6 separate regions of the Mus musculus genome follow, and regions 2, 3, 4, 5 and 6 are each linked to region 1. The links are chromatin contacts, called in public promoter capture Hi-C maps. All regions are on one chromosome and are shown on one strand. The core of a region is the stretch at or near the end of the contact, and the rest is flanking DNA. Distances in the headings are between cores, read along the strand shown.

Region 1 (3,054 bases), core at 393-2,892:
GAAGTGTTTTATTACTATACAATGGGAAAGAGAAACAACATGGGGAGAAAAACAATGACCTGGCCCAGCTATGGATTCTATAGATAATTAATTGTAAGAGTCACCGTTGCTATCTACCTTTATAACCCTTCCTTCCTTTAACTTTTTTAAAGACTTATTTATTTCGCTGTCACTGTCTTCATGCACACCAGAAGAGGGCATCAGATCCCATTACAGATGGTTGTGAGTCACCATGTGGTTGCTGGGAATTGAACTTAGGACCTCTGGAAGAGCAGTCAGTGCTCTTAACTGCTGAGCCATCTCTCCAGCCCCCTTCCTTCCTTTGGATCCCTCCACACCACATGGCATGCTGTTTGGCTTTAAGGCTGACATCCTTCTGCCTATTACTGCCTACTGCCTAGCAGTAATAAATAAAAGAAATCCATTTCATCTAAATTTGAATTGAGCCTAAGATTTGGTCTTTCCCTGTGGATTCTAACACCACAACATTATACTGATCTACAAGATGTAAATTTGAGGGCCAGTGAGATAGCTCAGCAGATTCAAGTGCTTGTGCCAAGCCTGATACCCCGAGTTCCATCCTAGAAGCCTACATGATGGAAGGAGAGAACTCCTGAAAGCTGTCAATTGACCTCCACAAAAGTGCCATGGAATGAACATGCCTGCCTTCACACACACCAAATATTTTTACAAGATAGAAACGAGAGCACCAAAATAAATTTTATTTTTATTTAAAGTGTGAAATAGACAATGTCCAAGGAGGGAACAGAAAGAAAGGCAAGATGAAGAAGGGTTTATGTATTTTGATGGTACAACCGTTAAAGATGAAGCAATGGAAGCAGGAGTTCTTTAGAGGAGAACCGAGGCAATGAAAGAGGATGCTACCAATCCTGTATCACTGAACTTCGGAATCCAGAAGTCAAGGTGGCTTTGTTAGAGCTGTTTCTGTGAAACAGCATGAGTCAAAGCCTCCCTAGAGAAAGCTGAACATTGACAGGTAGGGGAAGGTGCTGATGAGTAGACGCAGACGTCCTAGGATACATGTGTCAGCCAACACAAGAGTGAGCTGGAGAGTGGATGAAGTTACTGTTGTGAAAATGGACACCTTTAGAGCATGTGCAGTCTGTAATCTCAGCACTCGGGATTGGGGGAGGAGGACTGCGATCTCACGGCCAGGTTGGGCTACCAAAAACTAAGCTTTTGAGAAAGTAGTAAAATGTGCTGATGTCTGGGACTCACATCAGCTGCCGGCATCTAGACTAGCCAGCTCCAGCCGCTTCCCACCTCTTCAGAGAGGTAGGGCGCACGCGCAAGCCCCAGGGCGCCGGCTCCCACAGCCCCGCCCCCTTCCCGTCCAGGGCGCGTGCGCGTCTCCTCAGACGCCGCCTCGGCGAGCCGGGCGCCGGGCAGGAACGCTGGCCTTTCGTTCCCGCGCTGCTTGGAGGTACCTTGCCATGGCCCCGTCCCACCTACCGAGCACAGGAAGAAACAGCACGTCGCGCTGGTAACTGCGATGGCGGGAACAGGCGAATCCCTGGAACGTTTCCTCACAGGGTAGTCTCGCACTTGCGTTCGAAGGTTCGCGGCGCGTCAAGAACCACACACGCTGTTTCTCTTATGAGCGCGGTCGAGCGCGGAGGACTCCTCTGCGCATGCCGGGTACTTCTCTGTGACGTGCTGCATTGCACTCTGGGAAACGTAGTTCTTACTTCGACACCTGTGCTTTGATGTACTTAATCATGATTTAATAGATCAGAGTCAAAGGAACAGAAAAGCATGCGTGAAGCCTCGCTTCGCATGTGAAAGGTGATGGGAGCGGATCCTCTGCACCAGAAGAAAACAACAACAAAACCACATCAGATTGTTGGGGATGAGGAGGGAGGGCCCCAGGACGCAGATGAGAACTCTGTACTTTAAGCTGAAATTTGCCGTGAATTTAAAATGTATCTGAAAATATTTTTAAATTCCAAATAAGCAGTTTTAGGTTTAGTACTTGTATTTTACAGAATCTTCCCAGCAAATAAAAGATTTGGACATGCAAACATTTAGCTACATCTTTGGATACCTACCCTGTGGATGCCTGCCCAGTTAGTGCAGTGGTAGGACACTTGCTTAGCATGGTCCCGGGCTCAGTCCCTAGGGACTGCTCCCACCCTAACTATCCTAATATTTCGTACATAACACCTAAAAAAATCAATATGGTTTGGTGGTTAAGAGCAAGTACTGCTCAATCGTGAAGACCAGAATTAGAATGCCAGCACTTGGGTCAGCTGGCTCAGACTGCCTGTAACTCCAGCTCCAAGGGATCTAATGCCCTCTTTTGGCCTCTGAGGGCACTGCACAGGTGCACATACACATATACATACGCCTGGACATAGAATAAAAATATTTTTGAAAATCTTTTAAAGTTTATAATTACATATTGTTATTCTCTGATAGAATTACAAATGCTATAAGGTCAAGATCATTAGACATTCCCAGTACATAGCACTGTGCCTGGCATACAACAAGCTATCAGATATTTTTCTATTAGGAAACCTTACATTTTAACACTGAAACTATTTTAGCCCCTAGACTAGCAAAGAAATTAATGTATATATATATATATATATATATATATATATATATATATATATATATATATATATGTGTGTGTGTGTGTGTGTGTGTGTGTATACATATATATATATATGTGTGTGTGTGTGTGTGTGTGTGTGTGTGTATGTATATGAATGAGTCTGGGGAGATGCCGAGCAATCAAAAACATGTACTGCTTTTGCAAAGAGCCCGTGTTCAGTTCCCAGTGCCTACAGTAGTGGCTTATAACGATCTGCAATTCCAGCCCCAAGGGTACTGATGTGCTGTCCTCTGGCACCTGCACTCACGTGCACATACCCACACGGAGACACATACTTTTTACAGTTTGAAAAAATAATTTTCTTTCATTGAATCTGTATGTCTAGTCAGTTGTCCTGGTTAATTTTAACAACTTGACAGGGCCTAGAGCCACTGGACAATGCAGTCTTCACTGAGGAATTTCCCAGACAGACCTAG
Region 2 (3,466 bases), core at 766-3,265, 610 kb before region 1:
TTTATTTATGAATTTGGTGCTAGAGTTTGAGCCAATGCTCCCTTGCATGCAAACCTCTACCACTAAGCTACACCCAGCCTCCTCTCTGATCTTAGTGTCTAGAATCTGACTCTTTCTTCCACTTTCTTTTTTTCTTTCATTTCTACAAGAATGCAAGCCCTTTCTAAAGCGGAGAACAGACAGAGTGACTATGACTGAGGTACAAAAACAAACAGCTGTACAGCTGGGTTACACACAAACAGCTGGCACCCGTCCATGCCTCATGTCTATAATTTCAGTGCTTAGAAGGCGATGCAGGGGGATTGGCATGAGTTTGACAGTACCCTAAGCTACGTAATGAGTTCCAGGGTTATAAGGTGATAGACTGCCTCAAAAACTCAAACCAACCGAACCAACAAAACAACCCCTCTTCTTGGGTAACTCCATTCCTGTCATGGTCAATGACTGACTCTGTGATTTTTCAGATTGAAAATTCTGAAGAGATTGGATAGCTCCATGGGCTGGGTACAGAACTTGCCTATCATGCTCAAGTCTCTGGGTTCCATCCTGGAACCTTTAAAAATGAAAAAGGGAAGCTGGACGGAGGTGGCTCATGCCTTTAATCCCAGCACTTGTGAGGCAGAGGCAGGTGGATTTCTGAGTTTGAGGCCAGCCTGGTCTACAGAGTGAGTTCCAGGACAGCCAGGGCTACACAGAGAAACCCTGTCTCGAAACAAACAAACAAACAAAAAATTGAGAAAGGGTGTGCAGTGCTGATAGCTGAGCAGTTGAAAACCTTTGTTACCTGCCTGGTGATGGTGGCACACACGTTAATCCTAGCACTCAGGAGACAGAGGCAGGTGGAGCTCTGTGAGTTTGAGGCCAGCCTGGTCTACAGAGTGAGTTCCAGGATAGCCAAGACTATACAGTGAAAGCCTATCACAAACAACTTTGCTCCTCTTATAGAGGGATCAGGGTTTGGTACTTCATAACCACTGATAACTCTAGTTCCAGGGGATTCTACATCTCTGACCTTTGCTAACAACTCATGTGCACACACCCAATGCACATACCTGGACACACGCATATACATAATTTTCTTTGTAATTCTTAAGGTTCTTAAGGAGAAAAAAAAATCTTACGGGTCTGGAAAGATGGCTCTAAGGATAAGACCACTTGTTGCTCTTGCAGAGAACCACAGTTCTAATCCTGGATCCGACATCTTCTTCTGGCTGTCCTGGGCACGGGCACACAAGGGGTCCAAAGACATACATGTAAATATGGAGAGAGAGAGAGAGAGGGAGAGAGAGAGATTGAGAGAGAGAGAGAGAGAGAGAATAAAAACAAGTCTTTTAAAAGAAAACAGGCTTCAAAACCTAGCCAGTGTAAACGAGCTTGGTGTCCTCTTGTGCATTGTGTAAGGCTGTGATAGTGACCCATGGGAAAGAGGTCATACCCTATCTACCTGCTACAAATGTCAGTGTCACGTAAACGCGAAGAGGAGGTATGCCTTCCTCTCCCTGTAGGATTGCTTGCAATCATTGGAATCCACTGGTGTAGGACGCTGAAATGGGTTACAAAGACTGGGTCCTCCCCCTCTCTGGAAGTATGCAGTTTTTCTCATCAATCTCTTTCAAATTGTGTGAAGGCCGTCCACGTGAAATGACCACGCACATGCTGGGTCCTTCACTTGTAGGGTTTTTGCTCTCAGTGGACCCGCCTCCTCCGCGCCTGCCATTTCACTTTGGCGCCATCTGGCGCCCATTAAGCAAGTCACGTCGCATTAGGCTTTCTGTTCTACTGTCTTTCCCAGATTGAATTTGTACCTGTCCCTTTAAGAAGTTTCGCCTGGGCGGAAGAACTCGAGGGCACAGAAGGAGAAAATACACTTGAAACTCCCTTCAGATTGGTTCAGGCCGGAGAAGGGGCGGGCCGTAGCTAAAATTCACGTATATGACTGGGTCCTCCTCCGGCTCCGCCCCGGGAACGCACTGAGAAGCCGTGATTGGTCAGAACTCTGGAGGCGGCTCCGAGCGCGGCGCGGGGTCCGCTCCCGCGCGGGTTGGACTAGTGGGCGGAATGTCCACGGCTGGTGACGGTGAGCGCGGTACTGTGGGACAAGAAGACTCTGCTGCTGCCCGCCCGTTCAGATTCAGTCCGGAGCCCACGCTTGAGGACATGTAAGCAGTCCTTGTCCGTCCTCGGATGGAGAAACTAACCTTTTTGTGGTAATGAGGAGGGTCCCTCCACGTGGTCCAGAAGAACAACACGTCCGAGGCCATCCGGGTCCTCCTGGCTGACCTCTGGAGAACCTAGCTAAATAAACATTATGTGCACAGTGCACACCTGAGGCCGGGGAAATTGGGTGACGCCCCCGGGCATGTTAAGTACCAACCTTTAATACAACCTTGGAGAGATAACAGAGGTCTGTTAGAACCTCTGCACCCCAGGAGAGATGGGTAGTTGGACAGGGGAAGCTGAAGTGTAGAATTCTTTTTTCTTGCAGAATGTCAAGGAAGGCCCCAGTGGGCAGTGTCTCAAAACTGCATCCTGTGAGTTAGTTAGACCTAGATGTGTGGAGATAGGGGCGTTAAGGTGGAGTACCGGAAGAAGTAGCAGTAGGAAAATGGAATAATAAAGGGTGTTGCTTAATTTGGCTTGAGGTTAAAATCTGTACAGGGGCACGTTCATTTCCAGATGATAAGAAAGTCTTAGCCGGGCAGTGGTGGCGAACACCTTTAGTCCCAGCATTTGGGAGGCAGAGGCAGGTGGATTTCTGAGTTTGAGGCCAGCCTGGTCTACAGAGTGAGTTCCAGAACAGCCAGGGCTACACAGAGAAACCCTGTCTTGAACACCACCCCCAACCCCAATGAAAGGCTTGTTAGGGCTGGAGAGATGGCTCAGTGGTTAAAGAGCACTGACTGCTCTTCCAGAGGTCCTGAGTTCATGAGTTCAGTTCCCAGCAACCACATACATGGTGGCTCACAACCATCTGTAATGGGATCTGATGCCCTCTTCTGGCGTGTCTGAGAAGAGTGTCAGTGTACTCACAAACATAAAATAGGTAAATAAATCTTTTTTAAAAAGTCTTGTTAAAAGTTAGTAACATAAGGACATCCAAGATGTTTGACTGTAGGATTCAGAGTCCCATGCCCTTTCTAGATGTATGCCAGGCACCTGCGTCTTGTCCTCTAACCCTGAGACTTGAACCTCCACCCCTTTACTTTATTCCAGCCGACGCCTCCATGCAGAGTTTGCAGCTGAGCGGGACTGGGAGCAGTTCCACCAGCCTCGGAACCTGCTGCTAGCCTTGGTGGGAGAAGTGGGCGAGCTGGCAGAACTCTTGTGAGTAGATGGAGTCTTCCTGGAAGAGGCTGTTTGGGGTTGGGGAAACAATGTATTTTAGCCTCAAAAACTGTGGTTGGTTTTATTTTCCTTACTGCTGTATTCTGTGCTGCTGCTAGGGATACAGAGATGACAGACGAGT
Region 3 (3,160 bases), core at 417-2,916, 740 kb before region 1:
CAGTGAGCAGAAACCTGATCTTGACCCAATGTATTTGCACCAAGACATAGAAGAAAGGCAGGGAAAATTATGGGTGCATGACAAAGGAAGATAGCCCCTTGTCCTGAAGTCTGGCTGAAGCGCCTCCCCAGTGAGAAAGAAAGAAATTTAGCAAATTAACATTTGCTGTGAATGATGCTGAGTACAGATAAGATTCCTTTCTTTTTTTTCTTTCTTTTTTCCTTTTTTTTTTTTTTTTTTGTTTGTTTTTTCGAGACAGGCTTTCTAGGTAGCCCTAGCTGTCCTGGAACTCATTCTGTAGACCAGGCTGGCCTCAAACTCTGAAATCCGCCTGCCTCTGCCTCCCAAGTGCTGGGATTAAAGGCGTGTGCCACCACTGCCCAGCCAAGATTCCTTTCATAGGTAGGTATTTTATATTAAAATAGCAATGAACCAGACTGAAAACCTGGATGTATATGACCGTGAGTAGGGCCTCATTCCTCTCTTGGATATTTCATGGGAATCTCACAATCTTCCCAGAAACTTTAATTCCTTCCTGGAAGTGAAGGGGAAAAAAAATCCAGATGGGCAGATGTAGAGTTTTAGAAGATTAGGTCGTGAATGTTCCGAGTGTCCTGGCTGATCAAAGACCAGCTCTATGATCTCAGACATGTGTCAAGGACAGTATTTCTCAACTACTTTGAGATGTGTAGACCAAGCTGGTGGAAACAACCTCTGAGACTGCTATACTTTCTAGCTTATTAATATTCTTCCTGCCACAGGCTTTCTGGGGCTCCACAATACACTGACCAGAAGAAAAACACCAAACACCTGTTAATTCCTGAGTCCAGCCATTGCTGGACCTCCATCTTGCTGACAGGGTTCAGGATCCCAGGCTGGAACTAACAACTATCCTGTGACTTTAGGTGTTTCATGTTTGTTATCCAGTAAAGGCTGTAAAGAGGGATGTTGCTGTTATTTGCTGTCTAAACTAAGGCACACAAGTCATAAATGTGCAGATTGCCCACTCCATTGTTCCCTTATCATTCTAAATTCCAGACCAGTCCAGGATGCGACCTGGCTGCAAAAGCTAAATCAAGGAACCTGAAACAAAGTGACGCTGATGAGGTCCAGTCACCAAAGTTAACTTCCTTGCTTAACCCATTGTGTGAAAGACTGACTAACGCAACAGTGCACCCAAGTCCCCCTTGCTTTGTGTTTTCATCCTATGAAAACGTTATATAAGCTCTGTTCCGGGATGCTGTTCAGCTCCCAAATTGGCCACTACATACGCGTGCACAGAAATAAAGCTTTCATTTTTAAACTTCTATCTCTGAAATGAGTTTTCTCAGATTCTACCCCAACCCAAAATTCACAGACTGCTTCCACCTAGCTTAACTTGAGAGTGGTGTGAACACACAGAATCTGTACCATTCCTCAACTGCACGATACTCGCGGTCCTGGAGTCCCCGCCCACATAGGCACGTCCACTTCAGTCTTGGTCTTAGATTGGCACTTGTAGACACTTTGGCCATTTTGGATGAGGGCTAGAAAACAATGACCCAGGAAATCCGGTGACGTAACCTTGGGCGGGACCCCAGGGATCAAGGTTCTTGTTACTCCCCGCCCCGCCCCGCCCCGCCCCGCCCCCACACGTTTATGCACAAATACTGCTACCATTTCTATGAGTTCATCACCACGTCTTGCATCTGTACCTGCTTCTAGGAATCTTCAATTTTCACCTACATTAGGGTGCTCACGGACCTGATATATGTCCTTTCTCAGCCCTGGTACCCCACCGCGGCAACCTAGGATCTGGCAGGCGATCCAGGGGACGCCAGGCAGATCACGGAACAGTGCGGGGAGTCCCCATGGCGCCGCGGATGGCCCCGGAAAGGGCCTCCGCTTGGCCTGCATTCCTTAAGCCTGGGACTGTGAGCTTCGCGGACGTGGCCGTGTACTTCTCCCCGGAGGAGTGGAGGTGTCTGCGGCCGGCGCAGAGAACCCTGTACCGAGAGGTGATGCGCGAGACCTATGGTCTCCTGGCCTCTCTGGGTGAGAACCTTCCTGGCCGCCTGGGTTCGCGTAGCCCTTGACACTGTGGGTCATGCGGTGGATCGGAGTTCCCTGGGTACGGGTGGTCGTAACAAGTGGGTCGACCTGACTCGTGGGGTTTGCTATCTTTCCCTCCAGAAGTCGGGGGCGACAAACCAGCGCTCATCTGCTGGGTGGAGGAAGAGTCCGAAGTGTGGGGACCCGGTGCCCAGGAGCCAGAGGTGGCCATGTGCAGGACAGAAGTCCACTCAGGTGAAGGACTGGGTACTTGCCTGGGGAAACTTCTGTGTTGCCAGCCTGTGTGGTGTCTTCTAGTGACTGCACTTACTGCCTGGCAGTTTCTTCCCTGTTTTTCTGTTTCTTGGCCAAAGCCATGATGGCTGGCCCCTGGATTCATCTGAAAAGGGTTCTGTCCAGTGCTCTCACCTCATATCTACAGGGTCACTAGGCTGTATAGGTTGTAGCCCCTCGTTCCCACTCCTCTGCTGCCATCTCTGTGACTGCGTTCTGGAGTCTCCTTCAGTTCTTGCTGTCCACCTCTGACAAGTGCTTAGCTCACTGCACTTGGGAATGGGGACCACACAGACACCTTTCTTTATGCTGCATCTGGACATCTGTGCACCACGCATGCTCAGATGCTGTGGCCTCTCCCCTCCTGTGCCCTGTTTCCATGTGGGGCTGTGGGAATCGAGGGGCAGTAGAGTCAGAGTCTGAGCTTTGTCATGGTCTCCCAGCAGATTGCAGGCACGAGAAGGAAGGGAAGAGACCAAGGGAAGAGACCAAGGCAACCAAGAAGATACTTTCTCCAGAAGCTGGGCCTATGGAGCCACGCCCCTCCTTTGCTTCCCCTTCTTGCAACTTGGAGCTGCTTTTCAAGAACTCTCAGCAGGGGCACCCCACTGTTGCGGTGCACAACCCTATCCTAAAAGCAGACCAGCGTCATGGGTGCCATGTGTGTGGGAAGAGTTTTGCCCACCAGTCCAAACTGGTGGAGCACCTGTACACTCACACAGGTGAAAAGCCATTTCAGTGCCCAGACTGCGACAAGTATTTCGGCCGGGCTTCTTCCCTGAGCATGCATCGAGCCATACACCGAGGGGAACGGCCGCATCAGTGTCCTGACTGT
Region 4 (3,065 bases), core at 371-2,870, 600 kb before region 1:
AAAACTAACAAGGCCGAGAAACTTGTCAGCTGGTAGGGAGGTGATGAGAATGGAAGTCCATCTTAATCTCTGGAGCCTTAGGTCCTTAGTGTTCAAACCAAAGTGTATGCGAGGTCTCAAAGTCAGGCTGAGTGAAGATGATAGCCAAGAAGGCTGGAAAGAACCGGACTTCACAGTTAGCAGTGGAAGAGGCCTAGAGAGCAGGTGTCCTTTCCCAGCAACTCATCAGGTCCGCTAGGGGAACGAGCATTTATCCCCAAGGCAGCCAGAGCCCTCCAGCTGAACTCAAGTCTACTGAGAAAGGGACAGCCCAGGGTCCCTGGCAGCTCTGGGAAGTAAAATAATTGGTGAATAGTTAGGGTCTCAAATGGCAGACTCTAACTCATTCTGATGTCCTAAAAACCTCCAGGAGAAAACCCAGATCCCCAGCATGCTCTGCCAACCAACCTGCCTGGAGCTGTGCTGGAGTATGAGGGAACTACTGTCCCATAGCTCCCTACAGACAGAGCCACTCTTCCAGTCTGGGGTAGTCACTTAGGTCGGTTGCCAACTGTCTTAGACTCAGTTCCTCACCTAGAAAATGGAGTCAGTACTAGCAACAAACCAGACTGGAGGTGCTTAGAATAGCATCTGGCACACCATAAACTATGCGAGAGGTAGCTGTTGTTACTGCGGCCTGGCCTCATCTTCCCTCACCTCTGGCCTTTGCTAACTCCTATATCTGGACTCAGGATACAGGATTGTGAGTTTACAGACATCAGGCTGCGTGGAGACTGAAGCCACTCAGCACGGTGCCTCAAGCAGCACCCAGCATGGCATCTGGCTCTCACAGTGGGCCAAACGTCTATCCAATGGGGCGTGGGGGGCAGTGAGCACAAGGATGGGCCAATTCTGAGTTTCTAGATCTGAGATCCAGGAAAAGGCGGGGGCAGGATTTTTGACTTCTGTCTGAGGGACGTTGAACCTGGCACAGGTTCGAGGGTGGGGGTGGGATCGGGACGGAACACGTACCTCCTTGTTGTCCACAGGGATCTTGAGTTTCACCACCTCATACTTCTCCTCACCCTCCTCCTCCTCACCCTTCACCAGCAGCACCATCTCCTCCTGCATCTCTTCCTCCTCCTCCTCCTCTGCCTGCTGTTCGCCAGGCATCTTGGTGTCCTGAGGCGGGGCGCTGGATCAGAGGCTCAGGACCCGCCCCCCACCCCCACCCCCACCCCCACTGTGGCCCCGGCCCAGACAAGGCGGTGCAGCCGTGGCTTCCCCCGCCCTGCCCAGGCTCCGAGTCCAGTCCTTTCCCATCCACCCTAACCCAACCCCACGCTCCGACACTGCCCAGGGCCCAGCTCAGAAGACACCCGTTCACCCCACTCATCCCGACATTCAGGGCCCTGAACAGTTCGAATCTCCAGCTCCCGCGAGTTGCCACCCTCCTCGCGCTGAGTCACTCCCCAGAGCCTGGGTCGGCGACCTGAGCGCTAAGGGATGAGCCGGAGGCCCGCTGGAGCTGAGGCCCCGGGGTGGAGTGCGCACTCACCAGCCCGAGGTTCGGTGCTCGTGCGGCCCCGGGCCTGGGCGAGGGGCGGTTGGGTGCTCTGCGAAGGCCGCGGCTCCGGAGGCGGGGGCGGGGCGGGGCCCCAGGGGCGGACATTCATTGGTTCGCCCGTCTGGCCCCGCCCCTAGGGGAGAGGCTGGAGGCCTGAGCTTCTGTCCCTAACCGCCCCGGGAGGGGTAGCCGGGACTCAGAGGTGTCCGCGGCCCGGAAACTCCTAACCAACAGACCATGCCTAGCCCGGCCTTCAAGGCCCTGCAGCCGAGTTCCAACCACCCTCAGCCGGGCTCCGCCGCTGCTGGATCTTGACGCCCCACCGAGATTGCTGTGCCCGCGTAGGCCACGTGCGCTCCCGGGGGTCTGGGCCTCTCGCTGGCGCCCCGCCTGGAGAGCGGGCCCTGTTGCCTCCTCTCTTCTTTCCCCTCCTTTTTCCTTCTTCGTTCTTTCTCGCGTCGCCTTCCCATCCCCTGATCTGCCAGACAGCTTACTGTTTGCCCGCATGCGGCCCAGATCCACCACCGCCCAATCTGTCGCTTTCATCTACCGAGTGTTGTTTCTGACTTGTCAGAGGCTCACTATGTAAACCTGGTTAGTTTAGAACCAGTGGCAAGCCCCCGACCCTCACCCCGAATCTGGAGAGTATAAGGCAGGAGTTGTCGTGCCTGGCTTGGGTACCTGTTCTTGAAAGTTTGCTGTTTTACACACTGGGTCACATTTGCTCAGCACAGAGGATTGCGATCTCACTTTACACGTGCACTTAAAGATAGTTCAGAGAGGACTGATTTACCTAAATTATACAGTAAAGAAGCATTTCTCACTACTGGTAGTGTGGGAAGAAATAGCCCAAGGTCAAATCCACTCTACAATACTACATACAGTACCATCTTGCCTATCTCTCTAGATATTTTTAACTGGGCATGGTGCCACTTAGCCCTGGGGAGGCAGAAGCAGGTGGACTTCTGTAAGTTGAAGGCCAGGCAGACCTGCATAGTGAAACTTTTTTTTTCTAATAAAAATAATAAAGGAGCCAGAGAGATGACTCAATGGTTAAGAGCACTGACTGCTCTTCCACAGGTTCAATTCCCAGCAACCACATGGTGACTCACAACCATCTGTAATGGGATCAGATGCCCTCTTCTGGTGTGTCTGAGAGAGCTACAGAGTACTCATACACATAAAATAAATACAATCTTTGTGGTTGTTGTTTTGGTTTTTTGTTTTGGTTTTTTTTTTTTTGGGGGGGGGGTTCGAGACAGGGTTTCTCTGGATAGCCCTGGCTGTCCTGGATCTCACTCTGTAGTCCAGGCTGGCTTGAACTCAGAAATTCACTTGCCTCTGCCTCCCAAGTGCTGGGATTAAAGGTGTGCGCCACCATGCCCAGCAAATACAATCTTTATTTTTTTTTTTTTTTTTTTTTTTTTGGTTTTTCGAGACAGGGTTTCTCTGTATAGCCCTGGCTGTCCTGGAGCTCACTTTGTAGACCAGGCTGGCCTCGAACTCAGAAATCCGCCTG
Region 5 (3,118 bases), core at 340-2,839, 800 kb before region 1:
TCGGCTTCATACCCAGTCCTGGGTATCTATTTTAAAAATACTTTTATAGAACTTTGGGCCCCATGCATGCTAGGCAAATGCCTGCCACTGGGCTATACACTCTTCATTTAAAAACAGGGTCTATGTTGCCCATGCACTCCTGACACACGTTGACACAGCTGCACTATTTCGGAAAGCAACGGTACAGGGGTGATTTCCCTGCTTCATTATAAATGAAAGGATCAACTAGCCATCTGTCTTTTGTTCCCCCTGGTAGCCTAAATGTGCATTCCACTGTACAAAGAAAGGGTAAGCCCAAAGCTATTGGTCTCACCTCTAAACAAGCGAACTTCCTTGGTACTCAGGTAGGCCATTCACTTCTATAGACTACTTAGGAGCTGCCCAAGGTACAAGACCAGTCAACTTACCATTCTAGTCATTCAATTTTACCAGACGCGCCTTTTGTGCACCAGATCCTTACCACCGCTCCCTTCTCATCTAGTACTTTTCAGAATTCCTGGCTGTGACACCTTTATGATCGTAGGATGTAGCTGTTCAAAAATCCATGTTGTCACTGTGTGACTTTCCCTTTGGAAGACCTGTAGAAACGTCTTCTCCAAGTAGGGCAAACAAGCGTTGGAGAACACAAGAAAAGCCTCCCATTCATAAGACTTCTCACAACCGGCTTAGAGACACAGGATCCACCTTCTTGCCCTTAAGAATCCGTTGGCTTCATTCAAATGGGCCGCCTTCATTGATGACCAATCAGAACGCCCGATCTTCAGCTACCAACCAATAAACGAATGCAATAGATAGGAGGAAAGTAGGCAAGAAGCCATCTCGCAGCGCCATTACACTTTAGGGCAAGGAGGTTAAGAAGTCGGCATGGCGTTCGGGTCAATAAAATCGATAGCTGGAACCTGCCTGTGTTCTAGGCAGCGGTGGTGCAGGAGCAGCGCCGCCATCTTCCCCGAAGGCATCTTCCGGTGCCTCTCACCCAAGTTCCAGCGGGAGTTCCCTGAATAACGGTCTGTGTCGGGCCGCCCGGCCCCTCAGGCAGCCGATTCAGATTTCCTCCGGGCCTTCCCGACGGAGCTTCTAGGTCTCCGGGTCCCCGTGGCAAGGCCGGGGAGCAGGTCCGATGGCGCCACCTTCGGCTCCGCTTCTCCTGCGGGCAGTCGGAGAGGCTGGACCTACTCGGAAAAGGGGCAGGAGGCCAAGGGCCTTGAAGTTCGTGGACGTGGCCGTGTACTTCTCCTCGGAGGAGTGGGGGTGTCTGCAGCCCGCTCAGAGGACTCTGTACCGGGATGTGATGCGCGAGACCTACGGCCTCCTGGGCGCGCTCGGTGAGGCCCGGCCCAATCTGCTTACGCGGGGCCTAAGGGATGATGGAGCTTGAGGGCGGGGTAGAGTGGGGGCAGGGAGCCTAGGGTCCTGACCTGCGATCGGCTTGTTAGGGGTTGGCGTTTATTTTTTAGCATCCTTTCTTCGGGCCAGCTCTCTGACTGGTTCTCCTTCCCCAGGATGCGCAGGTCCCAAACCAGCTCTCATCTCCTGGTTGGAACGAAATACCGATGACTGGGAACCAGCAGCCCTAGATCCGCAGGAGTACCGGAGATGGGTAACATTCCAGAGAAGTGAGTGAAAAATACCCACGAAAACCATACTGCCTTCCTGAGTAATGCCCTAAACTGTCGACCCAATCTAAATTTGTCGTCTGATGAGAGTTAACCAGGTTGCTTGTACTGTGGGCATACGAACTACAAACGGTACTTCATTGACATAAGTGAATTACTGAGCTTTGAAAAAGATAACTACTGCTTTCCAGGATCCGGGACTTAGCTTCCATTGAACTTCTCCAATTCCCATCGGTCCTGGGAAGACTAGAAAGAGTCCTTAACCACTGAGACATCTCTCTCTAGCCCCTGGTTCACTCTTGACTTTAAAAAAGAAAAAGCCCCATTGATTGGAATGTTCATCTAGGCTTGTGAACTACTGGATGAAATACAGTCCAAGGTTTTTTTGTTTTTTTTTTTTACAACTCTCTCAAAGTGCTCCTAGACCAACAGCTGCATATTTGGGAGTTGTCTTGGTCAGAGGTTTCTATGCTGTGATAAACACCATGAACAAAAGTGGCTTGGGGAGAAGAGGGTTTATTTCATTGATATTTTCATGTAAACATCCATCATCAAAGCAGGGCAGGGCAGGAACATCAAGGCAGGAACTGAAGCAGAAAGCCACAAGGAAGGCTGCCTCCTGCTTGCTCTCCTACTTTCTTACACACTCAGGAACATCTGCCTAGGGATAGCACCACCCACAGTGGGCTGGGCCCTCCCATGTCAACCTTAATCAATCACTAATTAAGAAAATGTACCACGCTGGGCATGGTGGCACACACCTTTAATCCCAGCACTCAGGAGGCAGAGGCAGGTGGATTTCTGAGTTCAAGGCCAGCCTGGTCTACAAAGTGAGTTCCAGGACAGCCAGGGCTATACAGAGAAACCCTGTCTCGAAAAACCAAAAAAAAAAAGAAAAGGATGTACCACAGGCCAATCTGGTGAGGACATTTTTCTCCGTTGAGGTTCCCTCTTCCCAAATCACTCTAGCTTGGATCAGGTTGGCATAAAACAAGTCAGCACAATTGACCCCTTGTTAGCATGACACACAAACCCATCCCTTTTAACCATAACCTTTGTTTTTTGTTCATTCCAAGATCTCAATTCAAACACTCAATTCAGACTCTCCTTAAAATACCTAGTCTCTTTCAAAGTTTCTCTATCATATCCAAAACCTCTCTAAAATTAACTATGGGTTCCTATTAAAAAAAAGTTACATACTTGTTTATTCCAAGAAGTAATAACCAGTGCACAGTTACAGTAAAATCAAACCCAAAGTCTACGTGTGACGCTCAGTGCCAGCCTTCTGAGACTCTGCTCCTCTAGGCTCCAGAGGGCTTGGCAGTGGCACTCGTCTGACATCCACTGCACACACAGCCAGCTCACAAAGCTCTAAAGCTGCTGTGAGTGGTCATCTGTGCCAATGCTCTCTCCAAAACACCGGAGTTCTGGGTACACCGGGAGCCTTTCTTGGGATCTCTTTAGAGACACTGAGCCTGCCACGTGGTGCCAGGCCTTAATTT
Region 6 (3,010 bases), core at 238-2,737, 940 kb before region 1:
TTAAAAAAGAATATTAAAAAAACCAAAAAAAAAAAAAAAAACAAAAAACCCATGTTTTTAAGACAGAGTCTCACGATGGGCGTGGTGGCACACGCCTTTAATCCCAGCACTCGGGAGGCAGAGGCAGGCAAATTTCTGAGTTTGAAGCCAGCCTGGTCTACAAAGTGAGTTCCAGGACAGCAACTTCTGCTTCCCAAGTGCCGGGCATTTCGGTAGCCCCACATCAAAGTCACCTCCTCCTCAAAACCTTTCTGAGAACATAAGCTCCCCAGGGCCCTGGTCCTACCCCTCAGATCTGATGTCCCTGGGTCTGGTCGAGGGATCACATCACGGGTCAGGCCCTCTTGGCACCCAGGCACCTCTGTCCCTGAAGACAGTTCCCTCTGGTTCTCGTAGCACTGGAGGAGGGCTTCTACAGTTTCATCCAGCTGAAAGAAGAAAGAACAAGAGGTTAGGAATGCCTCAGGGCTTCTCCCAGTAGGACGCTCGCTCTTCAGGCATCCACCTGGGCCCAGTAGCGGTTGACGATGAGGAGTGTGGCATCATCAGTGGCCTGCCTCTTCTCCAATTTCTCAATTCTCTCCCGGAGCTCATCCTCGCAGGCTTGCCGCTGCTCCAACCGCTCCGCCAGCTTCTTGTTCTTGAACTGCAGTACCTTGGAATCCATCTCCTCCTACCAGAAGGGAAGAGGCAGAGTGTCGGGCAGGACCCTGAACCATCACTGACACACAATAGGACAAGGATTAGACTGAAAGGGGAGAGGTATATAGCAAGGCTCAGACACTTGCAAAGAGAATATGCTAGTCATGAGAGCTTCACATTCCGTTCCTGCCCCTACCTGTTTCCAACTCAGACACATCACACAGGACTTACGGGAACATATGTGCGCATAAGTAAAAGGCCAGAAGGGACTCCGTAAAGTTGTTCTCTGATCACATTCACGCCGTTGGCACACCCACCCTCACCACCCGGTTTGTGTATATACACACGAGCACACACAAGATTCCAAACACTTTGGGCGCAGGCCAAATGTGACTTTCGCAAAAGCCCACCAACCGTGGAAGAAATGCCGCCGAGACGAATGGGTTCGATTAGAGTGGTCGTGGTCTTCTCCTCGCGGTTCATCTTCTTCTCTGGGGGTCCTGAGCCCCCGTCGCCGGCGGCGCGCTTGTTGCTGAGGCCAGACATAGCGGCGGTGGCGGAGGGGCAACTCAGGGCTCTCCGGGGCTGGCAGGCGGGTGGAGGCGGCACTTCCGTCACCTGCAGAAAACAGAGAGCTGAGCTGTGGATGCGTCTGGAGCTCCGCAGTCCTGAGCGTCCCCCTGGACATATCTCCCGGACCCCGCCCCCGCCGGACGGGGGTCCGCACTTACCGTAGGGTCAGCCAAGCGCCACCATCTTGGATTTCACCGGACGTCACCGGCCGCCAGACGCACAGCGCAGGCGTCAGAGCCGCTCCGGATGTGGCGAAACTTATTTCCTGTTTCTATTGGTAGCTCTTGGTTCCTCCTCTCGAGTCTTTTAGTCCCACCCCTCCAACCCCGCGACGGACTGTATTTCTCTTAATGATTGGCCAGCAGGCGGTTCCCATAGTTACTGACCCCGCAGTTGCACTAGGAGATGGAGGGGTGGAGCCTTTGCTGCTGTTCGGGGTACTCGGTACACGACCCCTTGTAACTCCAGATCCAGAGGATCCGTCATCCTCTCCTGGCCTCCGCGGAGCCCTCCCGAACATCCTGTACATATGTGCGCACACGCACGCACAAACACAATCTTTTAAAGATTTAAATTAAATCTTTAAAAAGACCGACCCTCAAAAGCACCCTTACAAGCAACTTCTAAGAGGCACGTGCAACTCGTTACGCATGCGCTCTATCTTTTCAATGATTGGCGTGGGCTTGTACTTTCTACTTTCCTTAACAACGGTCACCGGGGAGACAAGTTGGGAAGACGCCCTCTGCGGATTGGCTGCCTCTCGCTTCACCGCCTCTGAAGAAACACTAGAAGGGGCAGGACCGGGCTTTGCAGTGGGAGAGCTGGCTGTCCCAGAGCCCAGGCTGGAGAGCCCTTGACTGAGGCTAAGAAGGACGAAGAGATGATTACCCCCAGTTCCAGCCAGAGCCTGGGAATGAAGGTGCAGATGGAGTCGGAACAATCTCCCAAATTGCAGGAGGAACTGGACAGGAGTCCCAGCTCGGTGGACGGCTCGGCCATAAGGAACGGAACAGACATGCAGACCGAGTCGCCCGCAGAAGCCACTAGTAGCCCTGTGGAAGTGGCTGAAGATCCTGGAGCCAACTTGTTCCCGGTGAGGGCGGGACAGAGTTGTCCTCTAGTGAATACTTAGGTTTCCCAAAAAAGGTGCCGCCAGTCATTACGTTTATCAACATTAGGGAATTTCCTGGAGTTGCTTTGATTGTAAATAGGCTGCTAAATAGTATTTCGAGCCCACCGAAGCCCGGTTTTACCTATTTTGCTATAGTTAAAATTATAGCACACTCAGACCTGCTAGAAATTCATGAGGTACTAGGGACTAGGGGATACATACTGTCGTATCTATTTGTCCCATAATCTGTCTTCTCTCCGCAGCCACCACTACCCCAGCCCCGGATCTGTATGTGGTGAGTGTGGAGAGCCCAGGGGAAAAGTTACACTTCTCATTTGTATTACTCCTGTAAGGTGTCCTCAACAGTCCTGTCCAGCCAGGGCTCTCCAGTTTTACAAAGATGAGACTGAGAAGTGCTCAAGGTAACGAGTCACCAGCGTGCCAGGTGCCTCAGTGTAAAGTGGCGGTGTGAGAAGGGAGGCAAAGGCAGGAATGTACACAGCTGCAATGATGGAGCACTGTGCACACCGATGCCAAGGCCCAGGGGACTTCATCAAGGTCACACAGAGCAAGACAAGGACTCAAAGTTGTTTTTTGGGGGGTTTTCAAGACATTGTTTCTCCTTGTAGCTTTGGCTATCCTGAAACTCACTCTGTAGACCAGGCTGGCCTCAAACTCAAGAGA

The links. Promoter capture Hi-C pulls out the DNA fragments that hold promoters and counts their contacts. Capture Hi-C pulls out chosen DNA fragments and counts their contacts.
Region 2: a contact with region 1 is called in a promoter capture Hi-C map of erythroid cells, with 2.7 times the contacts expected there. The contact joins the promoter of Dctpp1 here to the promoter of Sgf29 in region 1. A contact is called at or near these places in 5 of 39 promoter capture datasets (erythroid cells, liver, neutrophils and 1 more), 2 of 115 datasets of contacts at active chromatin or transcription factors (large pre-B cells and pancreatic cancer cells) and 1 of 9 other capture datasets (macrophages).
Region 3: a promoter capture Hi-C map of pre-B cells shows a contact between it and region 1, with 2.9 times the contacts expected there. The contact joins the promoter of E430018J23Rik here to the promoter of Sgf29 in region 1. A contact is called at or near these places in 2 of 39 promoter capture datasets (liver and pre-B cells), 1 of 115 datasets of contacts at active chromatin or transcription factors (pancreatic cancer cells) and 1 of 9 other capture datasets (macrophages).
Region 4: a contact with region 1 is called in a promoter capture Hi-C map of erythroid cells, with 4 times the contacts expected there. The contact joins the promoter of Zfp771 here to the promoter of Sgf29 in region 1. A contact is called at or near these places in 2 of 39 promoter capture datasets (erythroid cells and neutrophils) and 2 of 115 datasets of contacts at active chromatin or transcription factors (extraembryonic endoderm stem cells and large pre-B cells).
Region 5: a promoter capture Hi-C map of liver shows a contact between it and region 1, with 3 times the contacts expected there. The contact joins the promoter of B130055M24Rik here to the promoter of Sgf29 in region 1. A contact is called at or near these places in 3 of 39 promoter capture datasets (liver and neutrophils) and 2 of 9 other capture datasets (adipose tissue and liver).
Region 6: a contact with region 1 is called in a promoter capture Hi-C map of liver, with 3 times the contacts expected there. The contact joins the promoter of Rnf40 here to the promoter of Sgf29 in region 1. A contact is called at or near these places in 4 of 39 promoter capture datasets (erythroid cells, liver, neutrophils and 1 more), 3 of 115 datasets of contacts at active chromatin or transcription factors (memory CD8 T cells, microglia and pancreatic cancer cells) and 2 of 9 other capture datasets (adipose tissue and liver).

Annotation. Positions count from the first base shown.
Region 1 is chr7:126,647,897-126,650,950 of GRCm38.p6, reverse strand. It overlaps Sgf29 (SAGA complex associated factor 29), which reads right to left and starts at 1,642. Exons shown (of 10, transcript NM_029339.3): 1 at 1,474-1,642.
Region 2 is chr7:127,259,216-127,262,681 of GRCm38.p6, reverse strand. It overlaps Dctpp1 (dCTP pyrophosphatase 1), which reads left to right and starts at 2,015. Exons shown (of 3, transcript NM_023203.1): 1 at 2,015-2,159; 2 at 3,214-3,324. The coding sequence starts at 2,059.
Region 3 is chr7:127,392,127-127,395,286 of GRCm38.p6, reverse strand. E430018J23Rik (RIKEN cDNA E430018J23 gene) reads left to right here and starts at 1,666. Exons shown (of 3, transcript NM_198011.2): 1 at 1,666-2,034; 2 at 2,173-2,286; 3 at 2,772-3,160. The coding sequence starts at 1,851. It also overlaps a transcript of Zfp764 not described here.
Region 4 is chr7:127,243,081-127,246,145 of GRCm38.p6, reverse strand. It overlaps Zfp771 (zinc finger protein 771), which reads right to left and starts at 1,620. Exons shown (of 3, transcript NM_177362.4): 1 at 1,538-1,620; 2 at 1,012-1,161. The coding sequence starts at 1,152.
Region 5 is chr7:127,446,861-127,449,978 of GRCm38.p6, reverse strand. It overlaps B130055M24Rik (a long non-coding RNA gene), which reads right to left and starts at 1,589. Exons shown (of 2, transcript XR_869949.3): 1 at 408-1,589. It overlaps Zfp689 (zinc finger protein 689), which reads left to right and starts at 821. Exons shown (of 3, transcript NM_175163.3): 1 at 821-1,325; 2 at 1,503-1,616. The coding sequence starts at 1,121.
Region 6 is chr7:127,587,175-127,590,184 of GRCm38.p6, reverse strand. Rnf40 (ring finger protein 40) reads right to left here and starts at 1,487. Exons shown (of 20, transcript NM_172281.2): 1 at 1,374-1,487; 2 at 1,057-1,260; 3 at 506-673; 4 at 287-428. The coding sequence starts at 1,188. Ccdc189 (coiled-coil domain containing 189) reads left to right here and starts at 1,590. Exons shown (of 9, transcript NM_001033040.3): 1 at 1,590-2,308; 2 at 2,590-2,621. The coding sequence starts at 2,096.